Linked DNA regions of Sus scrofa: region 2 is linked to region 1. Evidence: chromatin contacts called from public Hi-C data. All regions are on one chromosome and are shown on one strand. The core of a region is the stretch at or near the end of the contact, and the rest is flanking DNA. Distances in the headings are between cores, read along the strand shown.

Evidence for each region. A called contact is a pair of places that touch in the nucleus more often than the background predicts.
Region 2: a contact with region 1 is called in a Hi-C map of liver, with 5 times the contacts expected there. The contact joins the promoter of RAB18 here to the promoter of C10H9orf72 in region 1. A contact is called at or near these places in 2 of 5 promoter capture datasets (fetal liver and liver), 2 of 47 Hi-C or Micro-C datasets (heart right ventricle and liver) and 1 of 2 datasets of contacts at active chromatin or transcription factors (alveolar macrophages).

The regions. Positions count from the first base shown.
Region 1 is chr10:38,386,514-38,392,255 of Sscrofa11.1, reverse strand. It overlaps C10H9orf72 (protein C9orf72 homolog), which reads right to left and starts at 2,890. Exons shown (of 11, transcript XM_013980198.2): 1 at 2,737-2,890.
Region 2 is chr10:38,969,063-38,974,772 of Sscrofa11.1, reverse strand. RAB18 (ras-related protein Rab-18) reads right to left here and starts at 4,392. Exons shown (of 7, transcript XM_021064710.1): 1 at 4,097-4,392. The coding sequence starts at 4,164. It overlaps LOC102165822 (a long non-coding RNA gene), which reads left to right and starts at 4,388. Exons shown (of 3, transcript XR_002336324.1): 1 at 4,388-4,940.

The sequences.
Region 1 (5,742 bases), core at 1,641-4,140:
CTAAAAAGAAAATAAGGAATGAGGATTATGTTGAAATGTTAAGCTTTAAATCTTGCCAAAAGAAATAACTTGAGAAATGAAAGTACAGAGAAATAGTTAGGAGAGTAGTAAAATGAGTTTACTAACACTTCAAGTCACCATCTTTGGTAAAGAAAATCCATACATATGCACGTTTAAAAAAAAAAAAAAATCAGGGAGTTCCCGTTGTGGCACAGTGGTTAACGAATCCGACTAGGAACCATGAGGTTGCGGGTTCGGTACCTGCCCTTGCTCAGTGGGTTAAGGATCTGGCGTTGCCCTGAGCTGTGGTGTAGGTTGCAGACGTGGCACGGATCCCGAGTTGCTGTGGCTCTGGCGTAGCCCAGCGGCTACAGCTCCAACTGGACCCCTAGCCTGGGAACCTCTGTATGCCGAGGAAGCGGCCCAAAGAAATAGCAAAAAGACAAAACAAAACAAAAAAAATCAGTTCAAAACCAAGAGTCTTTGGGAGTTTCTGTTGTGGCTCAGCAGAAACTAATCCGACTAGTATCCATGAGGATGTGGGTTTGATCCCTAGATGGACACCTGGCATTGCTGAGAGCTGTGGTGTAGGTTGCAAACTCAGCTTGGATCCTAATTTGCTGTGGCTGTGGTACAGGCCAGCAGCTGTAGCTCCAATCTGACCCCTAGCCTGGGAACTTCCGTATGCCTCAGGTGCACCCCTAAAAAGCAAAAAAAAAAACCCCAAAAAAACAAAAAAACTCCAAACAAAAAAACCCCCAAAACAACAGTCTTTTACCTATATATCTTATTTACATGTGGTGCTGGCTCTACATCAAGGGTTATCAAGCAAAAGCCCTAAGAGTCTTTGAGGAAAGTCAGGATCCAAATTGGGTGACACAGTGGCTTGCCACACTCCTGTAAACAAAGAATAGGGTTCATGAGGATGTACCCCAATATACTTTCTGAAAATAATCCAATATATGCAGGCATAAAGATTATATTAATTATGGTTTTTTTTGTTGTTGTTGTTTTTTTTGTCTTCACCTGCAGCATGTGGAAGTTCCTGGGCCAGAGATCAAACCTGAGCCACAGCAGTGACAATGCCAAATCCTTAGCTGGATCCTTGCACCACAAGGGAACTCCCTCATATGTTAAAACTGTTTAAAGTTTTGCTTTTTCTTAAACTTAGAGTAGAAACTTAGAAACTAGAAAACTACTTAATTAAATGGAAACTTAGAAAACTGCTTAATTAAAACAGAGCCGGGGGCAGGCTTGAAAGATAAGAGCTGCCTTCCTTTTTTTTACTTCTCTGAAAGCTGTTTTGGACTGCTAACAGTCAAATAGAGAGACTATTTCATCAACTTGATAAGGGACAAAAAGAACCCAAACTTTAGTTCCTATGTAGTTGTTTCTGGGAGCATGTTAGTGCTGGCTTCATGCACAATCTGCAATGTGGTCTATCATTTCTCTTGTTTTTGTTTCATAGGTGTAGAGTACAGTCATTACGAGGTAGTTTCCAACTGATTCAGGGCTTTCCTAGACTGCCAAGGTCCTGGCAACAGTATTTGTGTCACATAACATCATCACATATTAAGCATTCTGACTTCATACTATTAATTCCCCATGTATACATTTTAGCTTCTGTGAGGTTCCCATTACCTCACCTTAAAAGTCTTCTAAAGTCTGAGATTGCTATCTAATAGTATTTTTCCAGTCTCTTTGTATAAATTAAAAGTGCCAGACCACATTGTTTCCCCTTGCTTTGCATCATAAGAGCGCTGAGAACAGTTTGAAGGGGAATTTATCCACTGGCCACAACCGGATTGTTTTTACTAGATCCTAACGATCTCTATTGTTTGTGAAAAAGCCATCTCTCTTGGGCAAGTGCATTACTCCCCTGACTCCTGAATACAGAAGCCTGGTGGAATTCACAGGAGCCAGATCGTGTGTAGACACAGCAGATGTGTAATCAGTGCACTTCTTTCTGCAACCGATACCATCAGTCAAGTGATGTCCAAGTCATAATGGTCACTTCCTTTAAGTCTGTGCAACCTCAGAGAAGTGAAGTAAGAACGGGAACAAAACCCAGTCTAAAACTGCTGTCCAGATTTATAAGACATCAACAATCCTCAGAAAGGTCAAATTCTGTAGTATTACCCCACCTCACCTCACCCCAATTAACCCTCCCTCGGACCCTAACTTGGTTCGTAACAGCCAGGCGCCCCCAGCCCTCTGGCCTTCCCGGGGACAGGCCTCTCGGTGCCCGAGGCTCCATTCCCTCGAGCCGGCGGCACAGGGGATTCCGAAGCATCCCTCCGGTTCTCACGCCGGGTCCCCGGGGAAAGAGCCGGATCCGGGACTACCGGCGGGAAAGCGGGAAAGGGGCTCAAAACCCAGCCAGCCCTGCCTCTGCGCGGCTGCTGCCGGAAAGCCCCGGGCCCAGATGGAAGTAACTCCACTAGTCGCCGGGCTGGAAAAGCCGCGGGCGGCTTTCGATCAAGGAAAAGAAGAGCAAAGAGAGGACTAGACAAGCCGAGCCTTGGGTAGAGCCTTCGCCGCCGCCCCTGCGCGGTCCCAGCGTCCCGACCCAAAACAACCTCCTACACACCAGCTTCTCACTCACCCACTCGCCTTCGCCCGCGCCTCGGCTGCTGCTGCCGACGCCGCAGGCATAGGGACCGCAACCGCAGCCCCGCCCCCGCGGCCCTGGCCACGCCCCCATGCCCGGCCCCCTCGCGCGTCGCGAACCCGAACCTGCTTTACGTCGTGGTCTCTTCCCACCTTGTGCCCTTCTGGTTAAATTGTATCCCGTAGCCCGTCTTTCCTCGTTCACTCCAGCGAATAATGTGAGAGCAAAGGGAGGAGAGAAAGGGCGGGAAAAAACAAAACCACACACCTCCTAAACACACCCCCCTGCTCTCTATAGGCCCCGCCCCCGTGAGGAAGGAACGAGGCAGCAAGGGTGGCTGACGCGTCAAGCGCCATCTTTTCCCCGGGCGGAACAAGTCGCTGTTGCTGCATAATCATTTCCTCGTGGGACACCGTAGGTACGTCTTGGCGTTATCGAATTGCGATTACGTAAACGCACAAGGCCTGCAAGGCGGGGGCGGGGCCGATTTGTTCTTCCTCTTTGCCTAAAGACGCGCTGCGTAGACCTGGCCTAAGGATTTTAACCTGCGGGCTGCAGTGCCACGAGACCGAGACCGCAAAGCAGAGCTGATATTTGTGATTGTTTTTGTTTGTACTTGGCCGGTGGTGGGCGCTCAACAAATATTTGATGAATGGGTGAATTTCTTTTTGCGTATGACACAATTTCAGTACACTAACTTCATCCCAAGTCTTTTTAGGTAATTTCCTTTCCCACAATACATGCTCACCACAATTTTGTCTTTAAATGTAAGCATTTTTTCAGGCGTGATTTTCACATTTTTAAATGTCCTGTTTGCTGGTTGCACAATGTGGATGAGTTGGGCTTTTCTATTCTTTGAGGGTTTTTTTTGGTTGTTGCTTAGTTGGGCTTTTTTAGCCTTTGGAAATTGACTTTATTGTCCTGTGATGTGCTGTAAGATTTTTTAAAAATTCAAGTTAAATCATCGTTTTGGTCTGCAAGTATATATATTCAGCTTATTTGCTGCAGATAAATGACAGTTAATACTTTTCATCTTTAAAAATCTTACAGCACTTATTTATCATTCAGAGGAAGAAATACGCAAAATGACTCCCTTAAACCTATAGGTGCTGCAGAAATAGACCCCTTGCTTATGCTCTATGCTTATATCAACACTAAAAATCTACCATTTACCTAGTCCTACTGTATCTTTGGTATTGTGCTTCCCTGCCTACACACAGAATTATGCTTAATCCTCCTAACATATCTACCATATAGATAATGTTATCCCTGTTTTACAGAGGATGTGGCTGGGATTCAGAGAGCTTATTTACCCAAGGTCACCTAGCTAGCTGATTCAGGCCAGTTTTGTGCAATTCCAGAGCCCACCGAGGCCTGAGGACATCAGGCTGGTATTGAATTGATGATAGCCTTTCTCAGATAACTGCTATGGGGGGAAGTATTCACCCTTCCAGTTTAGAGTAAGATTAGGACTCAGATTAAGTGTCTGAGAGAGGAACACGGTAGCTATGACAGTTTTTCCTGCTTCAAAATTCTGCCCAGATGCAAAATAGTTTCCCTTGTCTCCATCAAGTTTCTGGTTTTATGCCACATATCAACCCTAGAACAACTATGCTTCCGAAGAGAGAAATAATCAAACACCAAGTCCTGGATTCTGCATGACATGGCAGATAAGATACATAATGAAAGTAGCTCTGTATGTATGATGATTTGTAGCTAGAGACTATGAATCCCCCCCTCCCCCGCCAGCCACCTCACATCTAATTGAACAATTATTTAGGCATTGTGTAGCAGTAGCTTGCATGGTTTTCAATGGATCAGAGCCAAAAAATAATCTGGTCAGAAGGAAAAAGTAATTATGACTTAGTACTCTGGTTCATAGTATTTGCATGCTCCAAAGTATAAAATAGGGAGACAAATATCCTAGCAGACATCACTTCTTCAGGACACCAAAGAGAAAATGATGTTAAGTATGCCGTGATGTGATCCATGTGAGCAGCACCAAAGGATGGCTTGGGAGTGCTTTTAACCTTTAACCCTTCAAATCTGTTTACCAGCCCAAATAAACCACCCAAATAACTGCACTGTTAAAGTGAAAATGTCGGTATTGAAATAGATCTTCAAGCAAGAGCCCTTGTCCCCCATTTCCAACCACAATATTCCTAAGACCCTATTTAGAACCATTCACTCTATCCACGTGTAATTAATGAACAATTATACAAAAAGGCTTGTAACTAGGGGAGCCATGAGGCACAAGGTTAAGAACTTGGGCTCTGGCATCAGAGTTGGTGTAAGTATTGTCTCTGCCTTTGGTTAGAGTTACAAGAGTTTGGGCCATACATACCTCTCTGTACCTTAGTTTCTTCAGCTGCAAAATGGCAAGGAGAAGAATTTCTCAAAGGATTGTTGTGAGGCTCACCCAAGATCAAGCAAGCTGATCATTAAGAATAGCATGTTCAAGAAATGGGGACACTAATGTCAATATTAATAACTATGCAGGGATAGCTGAAGCAGCAACAAATGACTTACAAGCCTTTTAAACTACGTACCTATTTATGATACCAGTAAATAGAATATCAGAACCCAGGGACCCTCTTGCTACATCACAAATGCCAGTTATGGTCAAGAAGCCTTTTCCTCACTCTATTTATTAATGTATTTCAGAAATGTATTATATGCTGCTTTAGTGCTGGAGCTGAAGGCTTGTTGATTACCTTCCATTTGCCAAGATTACATCAAATTAGATTTAACTGTGACTGGCATGTGAACCATCTGATATTGGACATGGATGAGGAATGTTGCTGAATAAACCACAGTGAGCTTAATTTCTTTTAAGTTAATGAGACTTTATGTGGATGCCTTAGTCATGGCAGACCTAACAAGATGCAATCTATGGTACATTATGTTTTGGTGGGAATGTGAATGAGCCAGTACCCAACTGAGGTACTTCCGGTTGAAATCTTGGTTCCTGGATATATCAAGTTAGTTCTGTGAGCTAGTGTGGCATAAGTGGAATGGAAAGCTCTATTGGGTCCATGTTTGGAGCTAACAATCTATAGTTCTAATGATGTTCAATGGGAAGAATTGTATTCGCAACTCAGTATTAACCTCTGTTCCTTCCATGTTTGTGA
Region 2 (5,710 bases), core at 3,143-5,642, 580 kb before region 1:
AAAAAAAAAAAAAAAAAAAAAGGCAAGAAAATCAACAAAAGACAACTGCCATGATTATAGTTAGGAGATAATGAAGGACTAAGCCTAGAAAATGGTAAAGAAATTAGAAAGGAAGGCGTGAAATGCAAGGAAAATACACCATAAGAGTATTCCAAGATTTTGGCTCCCAGGATTATTTTAATATAAGGCAGAAGCGTCAATTACTAAAAGCTCTTCAGAAATAAAATCTAAGCTTTTGTTAAAGCCCAGGATTTGTAAAATTAATCAATCTCCTTCCCATTATCTCCTAAGGAGGACAAAACTATTCTATTGACCTGTCTGCATTAATAAAAATCAAGGCAATAGCTATCACACATCTTAATTGCAGGAAAGAAATGTATGAAAACTTCCATACATTGTAATTACTGCTTCTAAAGATTTCTTTTTTTTGTCCAGAGGGTATATACTGCAAAACATAATGACCTCTTAATAGTTTCCAAACCCATTGTCATTAATTCTGTTTGAAGGATTAACTCTCCCTTTCCTGGTTTTGCTTTTTGTTTATCATAAAACCAGCACCACAAAAGCAAAGTAAAACATAAGAATCAAATTGTAGATTTTTCTACTTAACACTGAACCCTCTTGCCTATAATTTTACTTAGCTCCAACATGCAATTACGTGACATGCAATTAGGTGACAGCACTAATAAACAACTTAAAAGACAACTCATAAAGATTTTCTTGGAGTTCCTGTCGTGGCACAGCAGAAACGAATCCAACTAAGAACCATGAGGTTGTGGCTTCCATCCCTGTCCTTGCTCAGCAGGTTAAGGATCTGGTGTTGCCGTAAGCGGTGGTGTTGGTTGCAGACACAGCTCAGATCCCAAGTTGCTGCGGCTGTCGTGTAGGCCAGCAGCTATACCTCCGATTGGACCCCTAGCCTGGGAACCTCCATATGCCAGGGGTGCAGCCCTAAAAGGCAAAAAACAAAACAAAGACTTTCATCTCTCCCCAACATTAAACTTTAAATTAATGAAAGTAAAGATTTCACTAAAAATCTCAGTGGCCCACAAATGAAGAGTAGAAAAGGTATGTATATACTTGATCACCTGAGAAAATATTACACAACTGTGTAGTAATAACAGCATAATAATAATGTAATACCAATGGTACTGACTATCACTTACTGAATGTCAGCAACATGCCAGACAGGGGGCCAAGGGTTTTCTTACATAATTGCTAATCCTTACAACATCGCTTGTCATTAATGGTATTTTGTCAGGAAAGGCAAGGGAATTGGTCTGGCGGAAAGGAACAAATTTTAACACAGGCCCTGGGTATTAGGCAGCAGATCTTAGCCAGTGGTGCACTGTTAGCTGGAAATCTAGTCTAAATTCTACGTATGCATTTTTCCAGGCAGGGAGTCTATTTCTCTATTAGATTTTGAAAGGAATCCACAACCTGAAAATGACCAAGAACCATGCTCTAATGGACATATGTTTAAGTTTTCATATTTTCAAAGTTAAAACAGCAAAATATTCTCTATGCAGAGCAATAGATGGAGGGAGTAACTACCACCATTCCACTTGGAGACCAAATTTATAACTCATCAGTGTCATTATGATGAATCTTTATTTCTTAATTTACAAATGAAACTGGCCGAAAGGATGGGGATATAAGGGGCACAGGAGGGACAGCAATTTAGGTAGCAGAAAGTCTCTATAACCCCTTCCAGTTTCTGAAACACCATGCTACTTCTTTACTCGTCTAGATTCAAAGAAACAATCTTATAAATTTAAAACTAGATAGGGGCTGAGAGATTTCTTCTTCAACCTCACTTTTCAAATAAAGAAATGAAGGCCTAGAGAATTCCAGTGTCACACACAAGGTCACACAAGTAGCGGCAACAAGTTTCATAATTCTTATCTCCTGGCTGTTCTCACACATGCTTGTTATACTCCAAGTACAAAATAAACTTGAAAAATAACCCACTAACTTGAATGAGTTAGGACATTCTTTGCTGTGCAATGATTTTTCAACACAAGTAATATCTCACCTCCACTAAGTCTAGATCAAAAAGGAAAAAGAAACAGGAGTTCTCTTAGTGGCCCAGCAGTTAACAAACCCAACTAGTATCCATAAGGATTAGGGTTCCATCCCTGGCCTCACTCAGTGGGTTAAGGATCTGGCATTGCTGTGAGCTGTGGTGTAGGTCCCAGACTTGGCTCTGATCCTATGCTGCTATGGCTGTGGCGGAGGCCAGCAGCTGTAGCTCCAAGTGGACCCTAGCCTGGGAACTTCCATATGCTGTGGTGTGACCCTAAAAAAAGAGAGGGAGAAAGAGAGAAAGAGAGAGAGAGAGAGAGAGAGAGAGAGAGAGAGAGAGAGAGAGAGAGAAAGAAAGAAAGAAAGAAAGAAAGAAAGAAAGAAAGAAAGAAAGAAAAAGAAAAGAAAGAAGGAAAATAGAAACAATAGGTTAGATCAACCCTGTAAGATTATATCCGTAACAAATGTTTTCGTTTTTGTACTAACTCGCCTTAAAAAGCACAGGCTTCTAAAGTCATTTATTTTCACCTTATCCAAAAAGGTAAGTGGTTAATGTTGTTTTTCCACAGCCTATCACATACACCAATAATATATATCCACCTAGAAAAATGAGCCAACTTTCTCCCTAAATGCAACCCTTTCTTCAAAGAGGTAATGGTGTTAAAATTTTGTCATAATTAGTCTCCACCAAGTTTTGAGAAAAAGTTTGGAGCAGATTAGATCCAAGTACGTTTTTTTGGGGGGAGGGAACCATGGAAACCAATAAATCCACTTAACAGATCTTACTCTAGAGGGAGAACTTGAATTATGTAAACACGGCACCTCCAGTTAACCTTTACCTAACTTTTTAAACCCTCAAACACAATACACAGAGGTTATGAAAATGATTTTATTCAGCCCTTTAATACACACAGACATGCAGAAATCATACTATTTTGTTAACCCATGGTGTTTCATATTCTTTGCTATGTACAAATCCCTCACTCTTAATATTGTGTACATTAAATGAGGAAAACCATGAAAATGTACTGCCATGTTTTAAAAGTTTATGAAGTTCAGAACATATTACAGAAAAGATTTCAAATCTTCAAATATCTAAAAAAGTAAGACTTTACGAAGTGGTCTGAAAGCTGTTTATCAGCAAGTACAGCTAAAATACGAAATTGCTTACAGCTTCTGGAATTTGAATATTATTTAAAGATCAAAGCCGCCTACAACACAACTTACTCTTTTATCAGATGGCAAGGATTTTAACTTCACCTGGAGAACTGTTCTAAGACCAGGGTGATATCACAACCTCTCCTGCAACACCCACGAGGCTCCAGATCTCCAGGGGCTTCTTATACTCAACTCTAACTATAGCCAACATTACTTTCCCCCAAGAAAGGGCCGAGAAAGAAAACACACATAGTCTTGTGTTGTTTTATCTCTATATGATGTGGCAGAAGGAGAAGTAACAAGAACACTCGATGTTTAGAAGTGGCCCACAGTTTACGCTCTAGCATCTTAGCCGAAAGTGAATTACTCAAGTAGTCAGAAGACATGAGTTCTTTCACAGCTGACTCATTTAACAAAAAAAAAAAAAAAAAAAAAGCGGCCGCGGAATGTCACCTACGGCGTCACGAAACTTCCTGTGTAGAACACTACGTATTCAGAGAAAGCCCGACAGAAATCTCTCCGTGGTTTAGTGACAACTCTCCACTCGCGCGGTGACAGGCAGCCTGAGCCCGGACGGGCCGAGCGAGGCCTCGGCCTCGGCCGGACTCGGGCCCACACCCGCCCGCCACGCCCTGGGCGCCTCGGCAGCAAACCCGCCGGCCGAGTGGCGCCGTCCGAAATGCTTTCCTCTGGGTGCACAGGAAGAGAAGCGACAGAAGCCGGCCCGGCGGAGGCCGCGGACCCGGCGGGCGCGGGGGTGCGGGGAGCAGGGCCGCAGGCGCGAGGCCAGGCCGCCCAGCCCGACCAACGCCCGGTCGGCGCCGTTTACCGTTCCCGCCGCGGCCCAGCAGACAGCGACGACCCAAGCAGAAAGAGCCCCGCCGCCCTTGCCACGGCCGCAGACCCGCCTCACCTGGACTTGCCCACGCCACTCTCGCCGATGATGAGGATCTTCAGCGTAGTCAGCACGTCCTCGTCCATCCTGACCCCGCTCCGCGCCCGCCTGGCCGCGCCGGTCCGACTCTCTCAACCCTTCGTGGGGGAGCTGCCCGCGCATGCGCAGCGCCCAGCCCCGCCGCTGCCTCCTTCCTTTCACACCGGGTGTTTAGGTTGCAGGAGCCCGGGACGCCCCAGATCCGCCTGGACGTAGCTCTGCGTCTGCGCAAACCCAGAGTCCCAGGCGTCTTTCCGGAAGGTAAGCCCTCACTTGCGCAAGCGCAGAAGGAGAGAGCCGGATGTGATTTCACCTACCTTGCAGGCTCTTGCGCCTCCTCAGCCATAGCTTGACCCTCAACCTGTGGCTTGGGTACCTAGGAAAGAACTGAGTTAGGTCAGGGTCGATTAGTGCTCTTTTATTTCAGCAGCTGGTCCCAACAGCTGCATTGTTTGTGCTTGAAGGCAGATTGCCTTAATTTTAGGTATAACGCTTTATGTTATGTAGACTTTGAGCCTGTTTCCTAGTCAGCGGCAATAATACTTAGAATAATACTTAAAATAATTCCAGCTTCTTAGGATTGTGGGGAAGATTAAAGGATTGCGATGGCTCTTTGTAAACTGAAGTGTTTTATAAAAGGTGTGATCGGGTATTAACTTCCTGGCTTACCGTCTGTTAGATTGATGAGGACCTTTCGCACCTCAATTCATCTTCAAAGAGAGACATAAACCTCAGGTAGATCAAGTACATGCAGACCCTCTGGTGGTGCAACTTCAAATCATCTATTACTCATAAGAACTACTACACTCCAGCTGCAGGAATTGTGAGTACATGCTTTGTCTTAAGTTATAAATCTTAGTGAAGGCATCAAACCTCATGTATGGTAACTAGTAAAGTGCCTGGTACACGATAGACACTAAATAAACACTTTTTTGTATCTAATTATACTTGCAGCTAGTGCCAGGTACAATAGGTGTGTATTAAAGAATATATATGAATAAAATTTAAAATAAATTAATGTTTGTTAAATCCCTGGAAAAGCTCTTTCATCAGATATTCAATGGCTCCTTCACCTCCTTCAGGTCTTTGCTTGAATGTTGCCTTTTTAATGAGGCCGTCCATGTACAAAATTCAAAATTTGCAAATCCTTCCCACATTCCCTATACCTCTTTGCATTGTTTTTCTACATATCACTTACTGTCCTCCAATATATATTTTACTAGTTTATCTTTCCACTGGCTAGTCTTCCCCAAGGAAAAGGGAAGCTTTATGAAGACAAGGATCTTTTTTCTGCTTTGTTATGCCTTCTGTGTCTAGAGTAGTTTCTGGCATCTAATATGCGCCAAGTAAATATTTGTTGAATGAATTAATTGAATGAACATTCTGGAGTCCATTTCTAACTTTGGAAGGTGATGTCAATTGGACAACCTCAACCTCTCTTAAAATAGCCCTTGAACCTCAATCAAGTCTATCCAGCCTACTTTGGCTGTGGCATCAAGACCTTATTAGTGAGACTCACAATATAGTCAAGCTCTTCTGCTCTAGGGCAGTGATTCTGCAAGTGTTGTCCCCAAGTCCCTGGAGATCCCCTTC